Regions from separate parts of the Ovis aries genome. Here region 1 is linked to region 2. The links are chromatin contacts, called in public Hi-C maps. All regions are on one chromosome and are shown on one strand. Each heading gives the region's core, a stretch centred on a gene start, on an enhancer-like site or on the middle of the called end of the contact. The rest is flanking DNA. Distances are from core to core; before and after follow the strand shown. Region 1 overlaps NAV1 (neuron navigator 1). Region 2 holds the start of LOC105610032 (basic salivary proline-rich protein 1-like).

The links. Hi-C and Micro-C count contacts between places; a contact is called where the count stands out from the background.
Region 1: a Hi-C map of tail adipose tissue shows a contact between it and region 2, with 4 times the contacts expected there. The contact joins the enhancer-like site here to the promoter of LOC105610032 in region 2. A contact is called at or near these places in 2 of 16 Hi-C or Micro-C datasets (liver and tail adipose tissue).

What each region holds. Positions count from the first base shown.
Region 1 is chr12:80,095,202-80,099,112 of ARS-UI_Ramb_v3.0, reverse strand. It overlaps NAV1 (neuron navigator 1), which reads left to right. Exons shown (of 33, transcript XM_042229499.2): 5 at 592-694; 6 at 3,850-3,911. Among named protein-coding and RNA genes, the nearest start is that of IPO9, 82 kb to the right of the region's middle. Within about 2 kb of position 1,487, at least 14 of the 54 cell types and tissues checked have an H3K27ac peak or open chromatin away from gene starts, as enhancers often do. A contact at or near this core is called in tail adipose tissue, where this site is marked.
Region 2 is chr12:79,833,584-79,837,373 of ARS-UI_Ramb_v3.0, reverse strand. LOC105610032 (basic salivary proline-rich protein 1-like) reads right to left here and starts at 1,782. Exons shown (of 3, transcript XM_060396809.1): 1 at 1-1,782. It overlaps GPR37L1 (G protein-coupled receptor 37 like 1), which reads left to right and starts at 2,986. Exons shown (of 2, transcript XM_027976133.3): 1 at 2,986-3,652. The coding sequence starts at 3,023.

The sequences.
Region 1 (3,911 bases), core at 238-2,737, 260 kb before region 2:
CCCAGCCTTCCCGCGGCTGCTCACCGCCCCTCCCCACCAGCATCTCCGGGTCCTTGCACAAACTGCCCTGCCCAACGACGGACCCTGCAGGCGCTCCCAGCGAGGGCCTGATGCCGGCTCCCACCAGCTCCCAGCGCCGACCCCCAGCACCACTCCCTGTCTCTGGGCTCAGCGACATCACAGCACCCTTGCAGTGTTTCTGCCCTGGAGACTGGCCAACACCACATATCCAGGCACCCCTGCCTCCGAGAGCCAGGGTGAAACAGCAGTCCATGCACCATGGCAGGCTGGGTATCGGGCAGATGTTCCGGCTAACCCCAACCACGGGGGCCTGGTCTGGAACCTCTACTAGGAGAAGCAGGGCTCCCCAAAGTGATGCAGGCCAGGGTGGTCCCGTGGGTGTCTGGGAGGACACTGAAGGCTGGTGCCCCTGTGCCCCTGTCCCTTCCAGGGCCGGGACCTCAGGGGCTCAAGGGTGTGTCCCAGGCCCTTAGGAAGGCCTGAGAGGCAGAGCCATGTCCCAGGACCCGTCCAGGGATGCAGCCTCCGGCCACCTCCGACCTACTCACCCAGCTCCTCTCCTCCCTCCAGACCCTGAGTCCCAGAGAAAGAGGACCGTGCAGAATGTCCTGGATCTGCGCCAGAACCTGGAGGAGACCATGTCCAGCCTGCGAGGGTCCCAGGTGACTCACAGGTAAGAGCCTGCTGCCCCTCCTGCCCTCTGTGGAGGGCGGGCCCCCACCTGGGCCGGGGCAGCGTGCACTGAGTCCACGGGGGAAGCGCGCCCATGCCTGGCGTCAGCTTCTGCTGGACACTTGGACTCCATCTCATCGGGCTGGAGCCTCGCTGGGTGGTTGGAAGGAGGAGTCAGCCTGCGGCTCAGGCCATGACTGCCCCTCCACGCCCTCCTGGGTGTCCACCTCCCCGTGTCTCAAGGGCTTGCTCACTCCCTTCCTCTCCCTGCTCTGAATCTTCCATGTGCCCTTCCTGACACGCAGCAGCCTTCTTGCCCCCTCAGCCGGCAAGCGGCCCAGCCTCTGCGCCGTGCAAACACCCTCCTCCTGCCCCTCACGAGCCCTTGCAGCCTCCACCATGCGGGGCGCCCCCCTCCTGCCGCGCCTCTCTCTGCCCTGGTGTCCTGGCCCCAGGCTCGGCATGACTCAGAATTTCCTGCACTGGCTCCTGGGGCTGCCCAGATGAGCTCATACTGTCAGCTCCAAGGGGGACAGAGGGCTGGGCTACACCCTGGGGGTAAGGGGCGAGCCGCCAGGATTGAGAAATCCTCGGGGTGTGGAGCAGGAAGGTAGAGAAGAGTTGGCTCCTTCCCACCTCCTGGGATTGGAAAATGGGAGCAAATGGGCAGTGGGGGGACTTCTCCTGACCCAAGTGTGTGGCCAAGTTATAGGCAAACCAAACTTACATGCCTCCAGCGACAGAGGACTCATCACTTCCCAGCCATCCCATCCTCGTGAGGGGGGTGGTGACTGTGAAGCGGAGCTGACTCTGGCCTCAGCGGCTTCCAGATCCCTTGCTGAGATCCCCTTGTCCCTCCTTCCCCCTTGTCCCTCCTTCCCACGCTCCTCCCCAGCCCCCCCTCATCCCCTGCCTGCTCCCAGACATCTGAAATATTTCCCGTGATAAGCAGAGCCTGCTGTCTCTGTGACTGCCTCTGCTCGAGCCAGCAGGATTCCAACTGCTGAAGGGATGTGATGAGGAGGGCTGAGGAGAAAGTGGATGTGGTCTCTGGGAGGCTATGGGACCCTGTACATCCGTCTCCAGCCCTCCCAGCCCTAAGCAGGAACCCACGTGGGACAGGGGTCTGGCTCGACTCCGCTCACTGCTTTGAGTACCCAGTGGATTAAGTCTTGGATGCCCTCCTTCCCCAGCCAGGGAAGTTGCTGGAACAGCTCAGCCCCACCTTGCCTGCCAGCCCCATGCCAAAGAAGGCCCATGTGCTCTGCTCCTGTGGGGTCACACCCCAGGTGGCTCACCCGCAGGGCAAGGGCAGCAGCCCCCGGCTCCTGTCCCCACCTCTGATCCCCACATGAAGACAGCTTGACCCCATGCAGGCCCTGCTGCTTTCTGCAGGGGAACAGGAAGGCCTCGTGTGTGAAGTTGACCGGTTCGTGGGCAGCGCCTGGGCCTCTGGCTTGTCTCCCTCTACGGGAGAGGAACCAGGAGCCCTGGAGCGGCCTTTCTGTTTGCTGTGGGCCCAGAGCCGCTTCCTCCCTGGGCCTTTGGTTTGCATCATTCCTGGTGCACACTTCAGTAGCCAAAACAACGACCCCCTCAGCTTTGATGGCTCTCGTACTAAATGCTTCACATTTATCAGCCCTCCCTTGGCCCTGGGAGCGGACAGGACATGCACACAGGGCCCGGGTTAGAGGAGGAGCAGCGAGAGGCTGGGAGAAGGGGCCACGTGCCAGGCTTGCCCAGGCTGATCAGGGTGCTTCTGCGTCCAGCGAGCCAGGGGCGCAGCTCCCAGGACAGACACGGGCTGTGTCCTGGAGGAGCTCACGGCCCAGTGAGCACGCCCAGCAAGGCGCTTTCCACCCTGGGGTCACAGGCTGCCTGTAGTTCAGCTTAGTTCCTTTTTGGAAACCTTTCCTCCCGTGCCACTTCCCCTGTTCTCCAGCTCGATTCCCCCGCAAGGAGCGAGTCTGAGTCAGGGGGCTGGGGCTGCAGAGGAAGTGAGGCTGCTCCCCTCAGCCCGCTCCGGCCCATCACGCCGTCCACCCCACACACGTCCTCCCCAGAGAGGAGCAAGACTGGAAGGTGGGATCTGGGACTGGAAATCAGGGACCCAGGTTTGAGCTAGAATTTCGGCCACCGACTCAGCGGTGTCTGGAGGTGTGTTTGGGATAAAGATGAGCGGTGAGGTCAGGGCTGCCCCCTCACCGCACTGCCTGGAGAACAGAACCGGGGGCACAGCTGCTCTTGGTGCCAAGTTTGCCCTGAAAACAGGCTTCCCTAGAGCGCCGTCCCCACCGGGACTGCCACGCCCTCTTCCTTCTCTCCTCTCCCCTCGTCAGGGCAGCTTGTTTCTACTGAGTCCGTACCGCGTGAGGCCCAGTCCCGTGTCGGGCAGAGAATCCTCCCGAGCAGCAGAAGTGAGGCCGGCCACCTCCCAGGACCATGGGCGCCCCCTTCAGGGCGCTTCCGTGCTCCCCAAGCTCCGAGTCACTAGAGAGAGAGAGTGCTCGAGGCATGACAGGGCCGGCAGGAGGGCCCAAGGGGGAGATGCTGGTCAGCAGCCAGGCCGGGGAGCCTGCTCACTGGCCGCCCTGCCGTCTCCGTCCCTGCGCACCCACAGGGCTCCTACAGGGCCCACCACCCGGCTCACCCTGAGCTCATAACAGGGAAGAGGTGCTGGACACTCTGAGCAAAGTGGGTGACCGAGGCCTTCTCCTCCCGGGCGGCCCCTCCCACCCTGCGCCCAGGTTTACTGAGCATCTTCTGTACACCAGGCACTTGCATGTGGTCCTTTGAATCTATATATGATGACGCAGCTGTTACAGCTTCATCTCCATTTGACAGACGAGGAGATGGAGACTCGGGAAAGTTGATGAGGAATCTGACTCGCTGTCTAATAAGTAGAGGAGGCAAACAGGGGTCATATGACAAAATCTGTGCCCTCAGCAGTGGGTGGGATCCCTTCCCTTCTGCCCACTGGCCTCTTCCTTTGACACCTGCGCTGACGTGCAGCAGGGCCTACACCCTGAGAGGCCACCTGGAGGCCCCGGGGAGCTGGGGCAGGAGGGTGGAGAGAGGCACCGCAGGGTGCCTGAGGACGGCGCTCAGGGCTCTTCGCAGGGCCAGAGGCTAACCAGTGCCTTTCTGCCTGCCCAGCTCCCTGGAGATGACTTGCTACGACAGTGATGACGCCAACCCCCGCAGCGTGTCCAGCCTGT
Region 2 (3,790 bases), core at 533-3,032:
CCAGCTGCCGCCCTGGCACCTCGTCCCTGAGCCTCCCCTGGGCTGGACCATCCCAGACTGCCTTGGCCAGGCTGTAGGAGGGGCGGGGAGCTGGTGAATCTGGGGGCCGAGCAGCACGCTGGGCAGTAACAGCGTGAGTCCCCAGGAAGGAGCACCTTCAGGTGGCGGAAAGTCTTCCCCCGGCCATCTGAGTCCTCCTTGTCGAGGAGGGGTTTCCTCTCCCCCCTCCTTCATTGAGGGGGCTTTGGGATCCCAGGGCAGGGAGGCCTAGGTGGGTGGTTCTGTGCCTTTGCTGGCTGTGTGTCCCAGCGTCTCCCAGTGCCAGGCACAGAGGAAGGAGACAGAGGTGGCCTGGGCAGGTCCCAGGCCCGAGAGCTCCTCAGGGCCAGCACTGCCTGCGCCCACTCCACCCGCAGCCCATCCACTCGCGCCGCGCTGGTGTCCTCTGGTGCACTTGCTGGAGCGTGGTGCTGGGCCTTCCCGAACGTCTGCTCAAGCCAGTGTGTCGACCCGCTCCCCAGGCTGGCGTCCAGGGGCCACAGGTTGAGAAGCACTGTCACACATCGCCGTGGAGGCCTCACCGTGGCAATGCCCACGTCCCACCGTGACAGCATCCTTGCAGACCACAGGCCCCAGGGTACCACTGACCTTTCCCCAGGAGCAAACCAAAGGGCAGAGATTCCTCGATGGCACGGTGCCTTCTGCTTTGCCCATGTCCTTCCTCACGATGTATCCTCATGATCTCTGGGGCTCAGATTTTTCAGTGGCTGCCTCCTTCCTTGAGTATGGATCTCGGTGGGCAGAGCTCGTACCTGGGAGGTTCACTGCTTCTGGAGCGCCTGTAGCAACCTCGGGCGCAGGGTAGATGCTCCGCCAGCCTTTGGACCATGAGGGTGAGTGATGCCGGGTTGTCTCTGAGTCGGGAGTGGGTCCTGAGCCTCTGACCTTCGGGAGCGCACCTCACCATGGTCCAGGAGCCCAGAGCCTGCAGGGCTGGCAGAGTGGGGTCCAGAAGACTCACTGCCCGGCTCCGGTGCCAGCTGTTGGGGCTGGGAGTGGGGAGGGCTTGTCTCGAATTTGCCCCCCGCCTGCCTCCCCCGTTTCTGTCCTTCAGTTCCCAAACCTGTGACGTGAAGACAGTGAGAGCGCCTGCCTCCAGAGGCCTGGGAAGTCGCAAGTGAGTCGCCGTGGCAACCGTGCACCTTCACCTAGCGCTTCTCAGGGGCCGCACGCCGTTCTGGCGATGGACACAGACAAGCCTGCTCGGTCTGTTACCAACTCCTCACTACAGATGAAGCAGAGTCTCGGTGCTGACCGGCGTCACGCAGCTCGTAAGCGGCAGAGGGGGCCGATCCGGGCGGTCTGCTTCCATTCACTGGGCCGTGCCAGCCACGGACTCGCTCCAGAAGACGCCAGATTCCAGCCATCTCAGGAGGCTGCACAGCTGCCCTGAGGGCCCAGCCCCACTCCACCCCGACTCGCCCCAGGACCGTTCCTGCGGCCAGCCCTGGGGAACTCCCCGGGACGAGGACGGAGGATTTCTGGGACAAAGGAGAGAGATTCCTAGTGGCTGGGAAATGGTCGCCTTCCACGTGGCCTGCCCTGGTGAGGGCGCTGCTCCGACATGGTCCTGGAGAGGGGGTCTTTGTTGGGGAGGCCGACCCACGAGGGGCCCAGGAGGGTGGGGTGGAACAGCAGGCGCATGGCCTCAGCGCAATCTACACGGTCTCCTGAGACCACCTCCCCCAGCAGCTGCCTCGGGTCTGAGGGCTGGGCCCTGGCAGGTGGGCTGGGCCAGGGTCACGGGCCAGGCAGCCGCGAATGTCCATCTCTGAGCATCTGGTTCCACCTAGTGGCCTCTGATGTCCCCACGGCCCCAGAGAGCCAGGGCTGTGGCCGGCAGGGGGCTGCCTCTCTTCAGTGCAGTCACTCAGTCGCGTCCGGCTCTTTGTGACCCCGTGGCCTCCCTGTCCATCACCAACTCCCCTCCCGGAGTTCACTCAAACTCACGTCCATTGAGTCGGTGATGCCATCCAGCCATCTCATCCTCTGTTGCCCCCTTCTCCTCCCACCTTCAATCTTTCCCAGCATCAGGGTCTTTTCAAATGAGTCAGCTCTTTGCATCAGGTGGCCAAAGCGTTGGAGTTTCAGCTTCATTATCAGTCCTTCCGGTGAAGACCCAGGACTGAGTTCCTTCAGGGTGGCCTGGTTGGAGCTCCTTGTGTCCAGGGGACTCTCGAGAGTCCTCTCCAGCACCACAGTGGCATTGCCCAGGTCGGGGATTGCGGCCCGCCCCCTCCGAGGGGCAGCTGATGCGCACACGCAGAGCAGGGGGAGCAGAGGGCTGCCGCCTCATCTCCTCACCGCCGACCACCTGTCCTGCGTGTGCCTGGCCCTGGCACTTGACCGCTCTGGCCGCAGTTCCCATGGTTTCCACGTCTGAGAAAGAAGACTGTGGGTGTAGACCCTCTTCAGGATCCCTTTCCTGCTACGTGATCAAGGGGCTGAGTTTCAGCTCTGGAGTTGGACAGACCTGCAATTTGGATCCCGGCTGTGTGTCCTTGGGCAAGTTATTTGCTGCTGAGCTGCGGTAGCAACGTAAACACAGAGTATGATGGTTCTATCCAGCAGCCTGGCCCAGTGAGTGCTCATGAAGCCCAAGGCAGCAGCAGCAACTGCCTGTCCCCTGAGGCGGGGCGGGAGCCTTGTCCCCCAACCCCGTGTGCACGGCCGGACTGAGGGTGGGCGGCCCCGAGGGCCCCACAGGTCTGAGTGCTGCCACCCGTGGGGCCTGGGGAGGCGTGTTCTGCGGGCGGCACAGAGCGCCCTGTGTCCAGCAGAGGGCCCTGCCCTGTCCTGCCTGGCTGCCGCGGGCGGAGGGACGGGGGGTGACCACTGGAGCCGGCTGGCGATGCCAGACGCCCGCTGGGGGCGGGCCCAGCAGCCAGCTGCCCATCGAGCTGGGCCCGCACTCGGCCCGGCCTCGCCTCTGTGTGCGGGCAGCCGTGCCGCTCGTCCGGCCATGCGGTGGCTGTGGCCGCTGGGCGTCTCCCTTGCCGTGGCGCTGGCAGCCGGGCCCGAAAGGGCCCCTGGGGGCGTCCGCCTGCAGCAGGGTGGGCACCAGCCTGCGGCCCAGGAGCAGCCGGACCGGTCCAGGCGAGGAGCTGAGTGGGAGGACGCCAAGAGGTTGCAGCAGTACGTGCCCGAGGGGTGGGCTGAGTACCCCCGGCCCATCCGCCCCGCCGCCCTGCAGCCCACCCAGCCCCGGGTGGCCGCCAGCCCCTCCCCGGACTGGGCCAGAGAGACTGGGGGCAGCGGGCAGGAGCCCCGGGGCAACGTGACAGGGACGCCCGGCCGGCGCCTGCAGGTGCAGAACCCGCTGTACCCGGTGACTGAGCGCTCCTACGGGGCCTACGCCATCCTGCTGGTGGCCCTGGTGCTGTTCGCCGTGGGCATCGTGGGCAGCCTGGCGGTCATGTGCGTCGTGTGGCACAGCTACTACCTGAAGAGCGCCTGGAACTCCATCCTGGCCAGCCTGGCGCTCTGGGACTTCCTGGTCCTCTTCTTCTGCCTCCCCATCGTCACCTTCCACGAGATCACCAAGCAGAGGCTGCTGGGCGCTGTGTCCTGCCGGGCGGTGCCCTTTGTGGAGGTGAGTGTGTGGCCGAGGAGAGCCCACGGGATGAGGGCGGGGGAGCTGCCAGCGTGGGTGGAGAGGGTGTGTGAGGCCCCCCAGGTTGCTCAGGGCCCCCGCACCCCAGCCCGGCTCCCGCCCCCAGCAGCCTCAAGG